Regions from separate parts of the Bicyclus anynana genome. Here region 2 is linked to region 1. A link is a contact called in public Hi-C data. All regions are on one chromosome and are shown on one strand. Each heading gives the region's core, a stretch centred on a gene start, on an enhancer-like site or on the middle of the called end of the contact. The rest is flanking DNA. Distances are from core to core; before and after follow the strand shown. Region 1 holds the start of LOC112054535. Region 2 holds the start of LOC112055316 (eukaryotic translation initiation factor 3 subunit I).

What was found. Hi-C and Micro-C count contacts between places; a contact is called where the count stands out from the background.
Region 2: a contact with region 1 is called in a Hi-C map of whole larva, with 4 times the contacts expected there. The contact joins the promoter of LOC112055316 here to the promoter of LOC112054535 in region 1. A contact is called at or near these places in 2 of 2 Hi-C or Micro-C datasets (whole body and whole larva).

What each region holds. Positions count from the first base shown.
Region 1 is chr4:14,210,315-14,217,698 of ilBicAnyn1.1, forward strand. LOC112054535 reads right to left here and starts at 4,781. Exons shown (of 1, transcript XM_024094359.2): 1 at 2,561-4,781. The coding sequence starts at 4,781. The coding sequence ends at 2,739. It overlaps LOC112054536 (ras GTPase-activating protein raskol), which reads left to right. Exons shown (of 19, transcript XM_052881290.1): 19 at 463-2,445. The coding sequence ends at 712.
Region 2 is chr4:14,363,152-14,370,512 of ilBicAnyn1.1, forward strand. LOC112055316 (eukaryotic translation initiation factor 3 subunit I) reads left to right here and starts at 2,122. Exons shown (of 5, transcript XM_024095375.2): 1 at 2,122-2,258; 2 at 2,358-2,584; 3 at 3,331-3,463; 4 at 4,139-4,306; 5 at 4,640-5,242. The coding sequence starts at 2,256. The coding sequence ends at 5,098. LOC112055312 (serine/threonine-protein phosphatase 6 catalytic subunit) reads right to left here. Exons shown (of 6, transcript XM_052891443.1): 5 at 7,226-7,338; 6 at 6,329-6,599. The coding sequence ends at 6,409.

The DNA of each region.
Region 1 (7,384 bases), core at 3,531-6,030:
ATATTGTGATTTTATAGACATATTTAATATAGATATATTACAGAAGACATTGGACAGATATAAGAAACTTTTTATTCCAGTAATCCCACAGACTTTTAATTATAATCTAAATCCACGTAGTCGAACTTGTACATCTCGACAATGACTGTGATATAGTTGGTTATTTATACATTGTTGTTTCAAAATGAACACATTAAAGTCCGGCCGCTCAGAGATTGCGTTTCTGACAGATGATGATTGAATGGGACAAACATATTCAATTACAATTGCTTCGTTACTTTGTCTCATCACTACAAAACAAACATTTGACATAACCCTAAAAAAGCGCAGTTTAACATGGTTAGACGCCAGTCCCATGTTACATCACCCATTCGGTGACGGCCTGTCAGAAACGCAATATTTGAGTGGCTGGACTACATGTTTATTTAAAATTTGTTACCAAGACATTTCCGTTTTATATAGATTAATCTGCGTAGAAGAAGAGTTAAGGCGGGAACAACGCAAGATGGCCGCCGCGCTGTCGCACAAACAACGCGTGATCGAGGCACAGGAGCATCGCATCGCAGCGCTGGACGAAGCCAACACGCGCCTCCTGTCCGCGCTCGTGCACCTCCAGCAGCGCGCCCCGCACCCCGCGCCCGCGCACCCCGCCAATCACAACCCGTCCCACTCCCCCCACTCGCAACATTCGCACCAGGAACTGCAGATTTGAAAGAGATAGATATACTTCCATAGGTTACAAGTATGCACCCATGTGCTGGTAAGAGACAAAGTATTTTATGCGTCAACGATTATTTCGTACTATAGATATGTTACGTGCCCACAAAATTTAGTTACTCTTCTGAGCGCACACATGCAAAGTTTTTTGTTTACTTACTTTATATATTTATGTATAGGTACAAAGTTTTTACACTTCTTGAATACACAACTCGACATTGTAGACAATATTTAGCTATTATTTGTTTAAATAACTTTCGTAGTTTACGTTAGTTTACCAAACGAAATTAAGACAACTAGCCATCTTTGTCTGCCTCAGTTTCGACGCGTTAGTGACATATCTAGTAGTATAAAATCTTTGTTATACATAGACTATTTCAGTCTCCAAAACTCAGGTCCCGTAAATGAGAAGTTTATTCGTGACGTATTCAAGATAAATTATCGCATACGATAATGGGACCGCTCTGCCGCACTGCCAACAAAATCTCAAATTCTAAATTAGGTACTCAAGTAGATCTAAGTGCTGCAGATTTAAAAAACAACAAAAGAATATGCAGAAAAAGTGTTGCCAGTGATATTATATGGTTTTTGAAGTAAGTTAATACTGCCATCAGATCTAATTAATTCTTTTTAGAAACGTTTCTCGTATTTCACTTTAGCCTAGTTGCAGTTGATTGGTTATTTCAGTATTCAATGGCTTATTCAGCTTTTACATTATTCGTAACTACAATATATAGATATATCTTGAACCATTTATTGAATAGTCTCTTATACTTACATTATTTGAACTTTATTAATAAAATTTTGCACAAACAATTAATATTTATATTATATAGATTCATTGACGACTTGCATTTTGAACTGTATTTTCATCTTAATTTTAGCGTACCTACTATTTACGCTTGTATTTTGGAGTAATTTAATTTTTTAAAATTGTTATTTGTAATTGAAATTCACAACGGTTTTCTGCCATTTATGTATTTTTTTGTTAAATGTTGTTTCTTTAGTTTTAATGTAAAATGCTTTAACTGACATTAACTTTTCGTTCTATATCAGTATTTTGTATGATTAATTCTGGTTTAATTTTTACACACGTGACAATGTTTGTTTTGTTTTTGTAACAATGATACCAAAGACGTTGAATATCCCTATAGATGGAGTAGACACTAGTCAAAACAGGTTTATTGGATTTTGCAAGACAATAAATATCTTTACGTTGGCAACATTATAGATTGTCTATGATATTAGATTTCCCACTAAAGTGTATTGACTAGTGTGTACTCTTTTATTTGAATAGAGTAATTGTAGTGGGATATAAGCACCCGTTTTAACCTCTAGCGTTATATTTTAAAGTGTTATAGATTTTATATTAATGTAAGACTTGTATAATATTGTGTAGCGAATACGCCTATATGTAGTGAACCGATATTGCAAAGAGAAATATTTTTAATACCTTTCGAGTATTATAGTGTGAATGTAGAATAAAAATAAATACAGATTAGGCACCAACCATTGAATCAATTTTGAGTATTTTGGAAATGCTCTGAACAAATTCAAAAATATTTACGTTTTTTTATGTAATTTGTTTTATATATTGCAATTTATATGGATACGACAACTTAGTTGTTTTTCAGTGAAAAAATATTTTAAGCCATATCTTTGTATAATACCTAAATAGGTATATTATTATAATATACTTATCACATTAAATTATGGATAAACTGCGTATTACAGACTTTTATTACAATATTCCTGTATTCACTACGCCACTAGTTCAGTTACTCATAGTAAGATCAGCAGCCCATAGAACATAGAAGAAGCGCTTAAGCTAAAACTTAAGCACAGTAGCCTTGTGGCAATGGTGTGGCAGACTTCACTCAGGTATGCAGGTTTCCTGACGATGTTTTTCCTTCGCCGTTTGAGATATGTGATTCTTTAAATACACAACTGAAAAGAAGTATTTGTTTACAATCAAATGGAGTTTTATTTTTATTTAAAAAGCATTTAATATTGAACAAAAATTATTGTTGTACATCCTCGGCCCCATGAGGTTTACAGATGTACCTCCCTTTGTTCAAAACAGTTGCCCGCTCTACGGCTTCCCTCGTTATATAAGGGTGAAAAAATTGGAAGTCTTCTAAGCGAGAAGAAAGATACGAAAAATATATTTCGCGAAACTTTCGATTGGGAAACTCTGCTTGGAACATAGTCGGCCACAATAAATTTGTGCTATAAGCATACGATCTGAACAAGTCCAGTTTGTATTTATGCATATATTTTTTAAATTTATCATTCAAATCTTGTTTATACTGCCATGTCGTAACGCCGCTATAAATAGGGTCAGGCTTAGGTGACACGTGAGTTAAGCCTTTCTTTTCTTGCGTCATGAATGTTTGCCAAAATTCAAAACTCTGTAACAACTTGCGCTTTCTCTCGCTGGCATCGTAGGGTCCGTAAATGCGCCACCTCATCCATTCCTTCAACACCGGGACCAAATGAACATCAGGAAGTCTAGCTGCTACATTCAAACGTGTCATCTGGCGCAATGCACATTTTAAGTAGTCTTCTGGTTTTGGATTCTGTCCCAGGCAGGTTGTGGATGAACGTTTAACTAACTTTTTCTTCTTTTTGTCTTTCTTTTCGATAGCAACATTTCCACCTACTTGAAGCGCGCTCTCTGTTTCCCAAACTCTTTTGAACTCCTTTTCAATATACAGCTGTTTCTCATCTAAATTATATATAGTGTGATAGTTAAATTGGAAAGGAGAAAATGGCGTCGCTTTATGGAAGTAAGGCAGCTCTTCTGCCGGGAACGTTCCTTCGTTCCCGTAATCGTAGTGATGGCCACAGCGGCATTTATGTTCCTTGACATATTTAAGAGCGACGTCTTGCCAATTCTTAAGACAGTCACACGTGTTAGATTTACTTGCTGGTGTAAATCCACGGAAACCACAATGTATATTGATATAGTCTCCATTCACTAATGAATATCCACCATTTATAAGAGTTCCTTCCGAAGGTAATATCGTTACATTACCGAGGACAAAAACCGTTCTACCGCGTACAGTAAAGACGCCGTTGATCGTGTATTTTGAATTGGATATGCCAGTGTTTGGTATGGTAATCTTTTTCCTTCTCTTTTTTGTTCGTGTTACGCTGATTCCAAAAGACTTGTTAATAGCAAGGCTCAATTTAGAACTTCTACCCCTCCGAACATTTTTTTGGGTCACGGTCTTTATGGTGCGAGTTGTAGTAATTGTGGAATATGGTTCAAAGTTAATAATTCCTGCTATTTTGTCGCAATAACCTCGTGGGAGCCTCTTCTTCGGAGGCGGTGATGGTGGTGGTGGCTGGGGCGGCTTTTTTACTATAGGTAATTCCTCTTCGTACGGGTCATTGAGATCATCTAAATTTGGCAGAGGCGGAGCTCGAAATGGTTCCCGTTTCGGGCGTTGAAATAAAACTGCAGTCATTTCTTGCAAGTAAGGAGATTCTAGCAAAGGTTTCTTTTCACGTTTCACCTTTGTTTTAGGAGGTCTTTCCTCCTTATTGGGGCTAAACCTTTTTCTTAGTAATTCTAGTAAATTGTCTTGTCCCAAGTACAAAATACCAGAGAGCATAAGCCTCGCGTTAAGGTTGTATACAGCTCGTTTAACGTCTATGGTATGGCCATAAGTCACGAGAAACAGATGCGCTAGCATTTCCTTTGGGTCGCGGCGACCGAGGTACACACAAGTCATAAGATCCACATCATTTGGTCTTGGGTATAATCCAAGTTCTTTCATAATATTTGCTGTTCTCACTGGTCGCCCTTCCAGTAAATCTTGATAGATACAAAATTCCAGTAAGTCTAGCGCTTTTCTTTGCAATACACTGAGGGCTTGTAGCCAGGTCGGTCCGATAAGCTTTTTCATTGTTTTAACATAATAAATTTCCTTTCGCTTTCGAATATCCTTCAGTTCTTGCATAAATATTTGCCGCTCATGTGTTTCGCGTTTATATACAAAGTGCACCCGACGTTTCTTTCGATCCTCATAGCTCGTTTCGTATCCGTTATTAGGCATCCTTTCCAACTAGTTTTTGTCAAAATGATAAATAAGCAAGACTACAATTTTGAGGATATTAAAATGTTTTACAATAAAACTGAAACTAATACAGGAACTGTAAAAAAAATTAAAAATATTATGTAAATATTTTTGAAGTTTTAATTTTTAAAAATTGACGTACCTAGGTGCAAAGAGGATACAAACATAGAGATGTCTTGATGGACACAATACTGTTTAACTCATAAACAACTAATGAAATCCTCGAAATTTGAGTTAATATTTATATAGATTAATAAATTACAAACGAAAGAAAAGCAAGAAAATCCTCATATGGACCCCTGCAAGTAAGTTGAACCATAATGGAAATGGTAATTTGCAAACATTTTGCGACCATTAACTATACATTTATTTTGCAGCGCCATCTATTGTCGAGTAGTTTAAACGCATGCATAAAACAACATACTTAATATCCCCTACCTCGCGAGCTCCTTTTAGTGGCCGAACCTGCAGGCGCAGACGCTTACGGCGACGAAGATGGAGACGAGATGGATGACGCACATACCGGACTTGACACCGCCCCAGCGCAGGATAGCGAGTAATTGCAGTCCGCGCGGGGCACTTTGATTGACATCGTCTACTACCCTTAGGCCGAAAGGTCTCAGCCCCGAAAGGGGCTTGAAGAACATGACCGGGGGAACAAGATCCCCCGCGCCTTACCCGGGCAAGGAGGCGTAGCCTCGAGGCCCGTACCCCCATCTGGATTTTTGTCCGGGAGGAGATGACCTGCCTGCATACTTAATATTTGTTATAGCCGTAACCTGAGTAAATATGTTCTTTGGCCATAACGGTGAAGAAAAAAAATCAAAACACAAAATTACAAATAGGTATGCAAATTCAAAACAGAAAATTGTGATGCGGACTGAATTTGACGTCCCTTAGTCCCTTGTATATCTACGTACTCGTAGCAACGTACAAAGGGATTTTGCAAGATTATCGCCATTTAGTCATATTTTTGGATTCGTGCACTTTTTTTGTTAACACGTTTTTGAAGTCAGGCGCACACTTCCAAATAAATTGTTCGAACAAAATGTATCTTCATCTGAAGGCAACTATAACTATCCATAATCAAAACCAAGCTGTAGGAACTATAAAAACGATTCAAAACATAAATTATTAACAAGCTACTGAATAAATTGCTTTCATACGTAGTTTGTTACGTCAATAAATCACGTATAAATTAATAAGTAACGGACTGCGGTGCCGAATGGAAACTATTTGTTAGTCATACGGCGGGCGGGGCGTGACGCTCGATCAGCTGGCTGAAACTCGGCCGGTCTACGAACCCGGGGAGTTTAACGCCCTGCCATCATCCATCACCTGAATAATTCTTCACCTCATTCATACGCTGGCGAATCCATCTCAATATTTAATATTTAATTGATCCGGAAACCATCAATCGTCGGAGCTGCCAACACTCGCACCTACTTCATGTAAAGTTGACCTACGGTGTGAATGAATTTGAAATCCGAACACTGTAGAGTGCTGGGTAAATTTTATGTGATGCTAACTTGAAGTTTTGTTTTTCACGGGGTTGACCTCGCATTTAGACTCGACGGTTGCAAGCTTTTGAGATGTGGAGGTTTAGGAAAATGTTCAAAATTTCCTGGAAACACTTCATCTCGAATGCTAAGATTTAATAACATAAAATTTAAAATTTTGAAAAACCCCCGCATGTAATGAAATTATCTAGATCAATATTCTTTTTCAGTGCGCTTTCATTTGAGATCAAAAATAATAGGTATATAATTATAATATTGCAAAAGACCGGAAGAGTTTTCTACACATGACCGCCAAACTTCAGTTGGAAGAAGGCAATCCAATGATGATTAGGCTTTGAATGACAAATATAAATCTAATGTAAAAAAGAGTGAAGCTACTCAAGGGACAAGGCCTGATAGTTCTGCCAGATGTAGCGCTTCCCTGTTAGAACTCTTTCCAAGCTCTTTCACTTAGTTAATAGTTACATCCTTGTCGCTTCTTATTATTCTTGGTAGTTTTATTCCGATTCAAAAGATTTTTTTTCTTTACGAATGCTGGCTACTAGATCTATCTATCTTTGCTCGCACTATCATAAAACTGTAACAAGCCTGTGAGTTTCTGATATCTTTGAAAAAGATTTTGGTATCGTGATATCATCATCGTCTTTTTTATGTTCGGTCACAAGGGTGTACGTGTCAGTTTTCACGCACGACTGGAATTTACTCGTACTCCTCATATATTTAATAGGTTCAATAATATACATATACAATGTAATCTCCAAGTAAAAGATGCGCAAGGGAAAACGTAAGGTTTTAAATAATTAAATCTGTCGATTGACGAAAATCAGTTTGTTTTCAGAAAATGTATTAATAAGTAAGTGTTACAGGAAACAAAAATGCCTGACTTGTTAAGGAAAAAATGAAAGGCATGTATGCTAAAGGTCTACGAAAGCTATTACTGTAACTTACATGTTCAGGGAAAATTCAATTATTCGTCATATAGTGTTATGTATGTACCTACACATTTCGTTACTTGACCTTTTATTTCAATAGGTTCAAAATAGTTGTCGTATGTTCAAAGAA
Region 2 (7,361 bases), core at 872-3,371, 150 kb after region 1:
ATTCGAATTGTAAGTATATAAAATACATCTATATTAGATATCTATTCTACAAGCAAGTTATATATTATGTACTTCGTGTTTTTTTGTTAACGACTTTCACAGACACGTTTCGCTTATAATGCTTATTTGAGGTATAAATAAATTTGGTACTGTTCAATATAAAATAAGCGACCGCCAACTTATCTACCACGCAGTCTCATAAAGTGCCTCCAGGTGATCCATAGAATATGACGTAGATATCATTTAGTTCAGAGTGACTGAGTGCATTACACGTATTTAGTTGGGTTCGCTCAATCTCAAGACTTTCAGGAATAGCATACATTAAGTATTACAATACAGTTAGGGTTTACACGTAGTCGATCACATAGTTGCTGATTGCTGTTCTGTTTTGGACGGATGATGGTTGTTATACATTTTGACCAAGTTAGTATACATACGATGTTTGTATTGACGATGATTCAGACGTTTGTATCGGTGTGTTCGTCTCGTTTGTGGTGCGCCGGGTGTTATGTTAGTCAATGGATGAACTGGTTTGCCAAGAGAAGTTACCTACAGTTGTGTTTAGTTAGCGATGCATAACGTGTTTGTACTTTAATTTGTTTTTTAGTTGTACTCTTGAAAATCGATGGTTAATAACTTAAGAGAATAAAATGTATGTGAAATATTATGTATTTCATTTAATATATCCTTTTTGATTCCCGCTTTAACACAATTCTGAAAATTTACACAGATTCAATATAGATATTTAGCAATGAATTGTCTGGAGAGTTAAAATATCACCATCATCATTATTAACAGTCGATGGACGTCCACTGCTAATCCTCTTGCATGGACTTCTAAACACAATGGTCTCGAGCCGCCAGCATCCAGCGGCTCCATGCAACCCACTTTATTTTTCCGTCTACCCAGTGGGAGGTCGACCAACATTGCATTGCAGTTTCGGATACGGGGTTGCCATTCCAGCACTTTGGGACCCCAACGTCCATCGACTGTTCGAAACATTCGTCCTGCCTATTACCACAACAGCTTTGCCACTCGCTGAACTATGTCAGTGATTTTAGTTTTTCTGCGGATCTCCTCATATCTGATTCGATCCCGCAGATAAACTTCAAGCATTACTCGCTCCAAAGCCCGCCGAGTGACTTCTTTCTTATGAGGGCCACTGTTAGCGACCAAGTCAGACCGTACAAAAATATGAAAACCTTGACTTTCGGTAACACACCTTGCTCACGAAATTATTGGTATGTGATTGTTAAATTAACTGGAAAGTCGTTCCAGTCAATCGTGTTAATGTCAAAACTTCGACCAAATACCATAAGAAACTTTCGCATGACTGTTAGATCAAGGGTCGAATGCAGAAGACAGTAATCTTAACCATGCAACTTGTATTGCATCGTAGGTACTTCACTCTGAAGCCCTGACTGCTAGTTGCTTGGGCACTCAATAGCCCCGCAAAAGGAGAGAGAGATTATCGAAGAAATAAAACATACTTAAAGACTGAAAAAACGGACAAAGGACCGGACCTTTTAGGAAGTCGGTTAGTAGCAATAATACATTGTAATCTTTGGTTGGTAGTAATGTGCGGTTTAAACTAATTTACTCTTTGGTTTAAACACATGAGTAATATTATCCTGCCATCTAGTATTGAGAAGTTACAACATAATCGCCAATGACAAGCGTCAAATAAACGATACTCAGAACATCTAGTGTTAAATAGTGACAACATTCTAAGCCATGTTATTTACCAGTATTCTACTTTTTACTAAATTAACAAAATATGGTAAAAAGTACAAATCGAAGAATAGGAATATATAATAAGAATTTGGTTTAAACACATGAGTAATATTATCCTGCCATCTAGTATTGAGAAGTTACAACATAATCGCCAATGACAAGCGTCAAATAAACGATACTCAGAACATCTAGTGTTAAATAGTGACAACATTCTAAGCCATGTTATTTACCAGTATTCTACTTTTTACTAAATTAACAAAATATGGTAAAAAGTACAAATCGAAGAATAGGAATATATAATAAGAATTTTTTCGTGTTGCTTTTTCTTCATTCTTTCTTTTTCGAACGTAGTACGTATGTTCAATGTTCTCTGTGGTTAACGTCAAAGCGATGTCAAAGGATGACAATTCTTTTCTTTCGTTTCGTACGTCAAATAAATGTACCGCCACATGCCAATTGCCAATAAATTATTCAGTATTTTATGATTTTGTGCCTATAATTTGTAAAATAAAGCTTAAAACATGGTAAGTTATCTTACACCTTGTTGCAATTGTCATTCTATCTAATATAGGTAAGTAAAATTACGCCGAAATAACATAAAATTTGGATCATGTTTTATGCAGAAACCTTTGATGCTGCAAGGGCACGAGCGTGCCATAACCCAAATCAAGTATAATCGGGAAGGAGACCTACTATTTTCCGTGGCGAAGGACTCTAAGCCCAATGTGTGGTGGTCACTAAATGGAGAACGCCTAGGCACTTTCAACGGGCATGGTGGTGTGGTTTGGTGTCTAGATGTCGACTGGGAAACCATTCATCTTATCACTGGCGGTGGTGACAGTTCTTGCAGGTACATATTTGAAATATTTTATAGAAGTTTAGTGCAATAGCTTCTTAACCATTGTCTGAGTTCGCTGATAAAAACGGAGTAATTAAATGTGAGTAAACTGCTCAAGATCGAGCGATCACGCCGATAAATATGCTGCACTCCCCTCATAATAAAAATGTTACCATGACTCCTCAACACATAGATTTGCAAATAAAATGTCTTGTCTTGTGTGTGAGAGAATATGATTTTTTTCTTTCTAATATATTGTGTAGGAAATAAACTTATTCATATTTTTTAAACATGACTAATAATCCTGTTCCACTTTAACTATACGGAGTAGACTGCTTTAGGAGTGTGTATTTCTAGTAAACAACCAGTCATTTCAAATATGTTCGTTTTAGTGTAATTGAGTGAACTGAAACTGCTAAATCTACTTAACCAGAACTACTGTTTTAATCTGTTTCCATGTAGCAGCCTTAAATCATATAATTTTTAAGCTAAAAACAATTTTCATACAAATATAGGTTGAAGCGGCAGTTGCACTAAAATCTTTAAAAGATTTTGTGTTACAATCGCCATCTTTTCACAAACAAAGATTACAGTATTTTACTGTAGTATATGGCAACAGTTCAGAGGCTGGGATCAAACTGCTGCCTCTCTGTGATGAGTTATGGCCCTTTACCATTTAGATATTAAGGTGTAAACGATGACTTTAGTGTGTTCATAATTGCTTGATGTACAATAACAAATATATTACATTATTGTAGATTATGGGATTTGGAGACAGGTAAAAACATTGCCACAATCAAGACAAACTCTTCAGTGAGAACATGTAACTTCAGTTTTAGTGCCTACCAAGGGGCTTACACTACTGACAAGGCTATGGGACATCCTTGCGAGGTGAGACTATAAATTTTAGTAAAAACATCTTTACAATAAACTAATAATAAACTAATAATAAACTAATAACTTCTATTTTGCTATTTCCTGCATAAACTTTGTGGTAAATATAATCAACTTTTAACTGACTTCCAAAACAGATGAGGTTCTACATTTCGCTATATGTATGTCCAGTGATATTTCCATAATTTGTAGACAAATTTAGAAAATCCTTTTTTTAAATACACATTTGACTCCTATATTGGAGAATCTTTAAAAAAATGTTGTGGAGAATTGCATTGTCAACCAGTAGCGGCAGACCTAAAATGCACTCTCTTTTCTCACATCACAATTAAACAGCAATACATCAGTTTTGGCCAATATTTCAGATATGTTTTTTTATTTTTACAAGATATGTCATGGTAATTTTGTTATTTTAGGCCTATGCCCTGTATTTTTAGGTAAAATTATATAGGTTATACATTTCTGGATACTCCTAGCACTATTTAATTGATGGTCAGTTGTAAGCACTGCTTTTGGTTCTGGTGGGCAAATAATAACTTAATTATATTAAATTTTATGATATAGCATCTTTTAATGACTGTTTTTTTAGTAAATATTGTAGACTAGCACTAAAGCTGGTAGACTACTTACTATAAATAATAGCCTTTTCTAATAGCTTTCTTATGCTCACAGGTGTTCATAATAGATACAAGGACAATTGATGACTCCTTATCATCTCAAGCACCAATATTAAAATGGGAAATTACAGACTCAAAAGTTACATCAATGCTGTGGGGAACCCTGGATGAGACCATCATCACTGGTCACGAAGCTGGTGATTTGATCCAATGGGATTTACGAGTATGTTTTTTTTTTAACTTTATTAGTTTCATAATTTTAATTTTCACTTTAGAAAGCCATAAATTAAATCTGTAATTATTGTATCTCTGGTGCACTGGTATGTCTGTGTGTGGATTAATGCATCTTTAAATATCTTTAAAAAATTTATAGAGAATCATCATCATTGTTAACCCATATTCGGCTCACTGCTGAGCACAAATCTCCTCTCGTATGAGAGGCCTTAGTCCACCACGCTGGCCCATATCCCAATTTGTAGAAAATACTCACTATAAATTTTCTTGACATATTTTCAGACGTCATTTTACTATAACATACCTAAACAATTGTTTACAGACTGGCAAAAAACTGCATTCAATCAAAGAGCATACACATCAGATCAACGATATGCAGCTATCTCGTGACGGCACCATGTTCATAACAGCATCCAAGGATCAAACTGCCAAACTATTTGACACTAGCTCCCTTGAGCTGCTCAAGGAATACAAAACTGAACGTCCAGTTAACTCTGCAGCCCTCAGTCCCATTTTAGACCATGTGGTACTCGGTGGTGGTCAAGACGCCATGGAAGTAACCACAACGTCAACAAGACAAGGAAAGTTTGATGCCCGTTTCTTCCATCTTGTCTTTGAAGAAGAATTTGGTCGTGTCAAGGGTCACTTTGGACCCATCAACAGTTTGTCATTCCATCCTGATGGCAAGAGTTTTGCATCGGGCGGTGAAGATGGTTATGTGCGGGTGCAGAGTTTTGATCAGTCCTACTTTGATTACACTTTCGATTACAATAGAGACTAAAACAATAATTTAGCTGAAATTATAAAGTATTGATGAACACAATTTTTTACTTGTGAATTGTGGAGATTGTTTTGGGTTACTCAAAAAATAAGAGATTTATACCTCATTGTAACTTTCACAAATAAAACATTTTCTTTAAAGTGTTTTGATTTTATTATTTTATGAGGTAGATTTCCGATTATGTTATGAGGTCAATAAATATCTTTTTAAAAAATTAAACCTACTTCAAAATCACAAAAACTGCCAATGACGTTGTTTTTAGTGTGTCCTAGCATAGTAGATAGCGCCACAGTACGGGAAATTTCGTTATTTTCATTTTAACACAAAACTACTAAACCGATTTTCGTGAACATTAAATGAGACCAATCCGGAAGTATACTTTTTCAAACAAAAAAGAATTTTCAAAATCGGTTAAAAAATTACGAAGTTTTGAGGTATCTAACAAAAAAGAACATACGCGTCGAATTGAGAACCTCCTCCTTTTTTGAAGTTGGTTATAAATATTGAGTTTTTTTTCTAAGAAAATCACATTAGCACCGATGGGAAGTTGGAGATGTACACACCATACCTAGGAGTGTACCTTATGCAATTTGCGCTGATTTTTATTATCGTGTATTATTGATTGTTACATAGACAAACATCACTTTAAGTCAGCCATCCTATATTAGAACAGTATGGTGGGTTCCAATCATCTCTCTTTTTTTCCATTACAATCCCACCTTTAGATCATAAGTCATGATCTAAGATGGAAGCGGGCTAACTTGTTAGGAGGATGAAAATCTACACCCTTTTCGTTTTCTACACATCGTACCGGTTCGCTAAATCGGTTGCCGGTAAAGTGGTAACTAGCCACGGCAGAAGCCTCCCACCAGCCAGACCTGGACCTATTAAGAAAACCTCAATCGGCCCAGCCAGCGATCGAAACCAAGCGACCTCCATCTTGTAAATCTACCTCTACCTCACGGAGGCTGTCAATAAGCGCCACTCCAATAAAGAGGCCTTGCACTGTTGTGTGCCATTTAATGATTATTTTATAACTAGGCTTTTCAGTAGCGTGCAAAAGTTAATTTGACTGGGACTATTCCTACAAATGATACTAAACGAAAGATCCCTTCGCCAATAATGATTTTTTAATTAATTAGTCCTCAGGGTAGGCAATGCATTCTTGCGTGTATCAAGTGCAAGCCACTGTTGTTCACTAACAATAGCAAAGGATAGAAAAATAAAATATTGTCTATATGTAACAATTTACTATACAAAATTCTGGTATACATAATTATTTGGAATATTTATTTTACAATAAGCTTAAATTATAGAAAATATGGTGTTGTATGCTGAGGCGGTACTTCTCTTTCACTATCAGGCACGGCTTGAAAGATCTTTGCGTTTCTGTCATTTACTGTCTTGAACTCCAATATTGAAGCCACATTACCACATCGGTAGCAATAATTTGGAGCTGACCACACTGTGACTAATCGCTTATCAAACATGTATTTGTAACCTGAAAAAACTCTTGATTTTAAAATGCATATAATTAATGAAAATTTATGTTTGCAATTTAGTATTTTATTAGTAAGAATTTTGTTAAAACATCCTCAATTATTAAAACCTATAAGTTGAATCTATAGACATTGGAAGGACAGCAAGATTATCATGAGGTTTTCGCATATATAGACAAAATGGACCAACTTTGGTTTGTTTTATTGAAATATGGGTGACCATATTATTTTATAGGGATCAGTTTAAGTTCTTTTGGCTGTGTTGGTCGGTAGGTAAGGAAAAACGGTATAAAAACAGAGTTCCACGCAGACGAAGTTGCGATCATTAGTAATATAATAAGTGTTAGTGTAGTCTAAGTCATTTGTGAAGATATAATTTATTAGCGGACGCCCGCGACTACGTACGCGTGATATTGGCTTTTTACAAATCCCACAGGAACCACAGATTTTTGTAAGATAAAACCAGCCTTTTCCAAGGTCCAATTTATCTCTACACCAAATTTCATTCAAATCGGTTCAGTGGTTTAGCTGTGAAAAGGTAGACACTTTCACATTTATAATATTAAGTACTTGAGTAGTAGAAGTATAAATTGTATAGTAGCTATCTCAGTAAATAATGTAAACATACCTTCATTTACAAGTTGATGCGCTCTACATATTAAATTCAAATCATTGTAATTCATAAAAAGCTCTGTGACATAGCCGCCAAATAGCCAACCAGCTCCTCTGGGGCTAACAGACCTAGGAGTAAAAAAATAAATTAA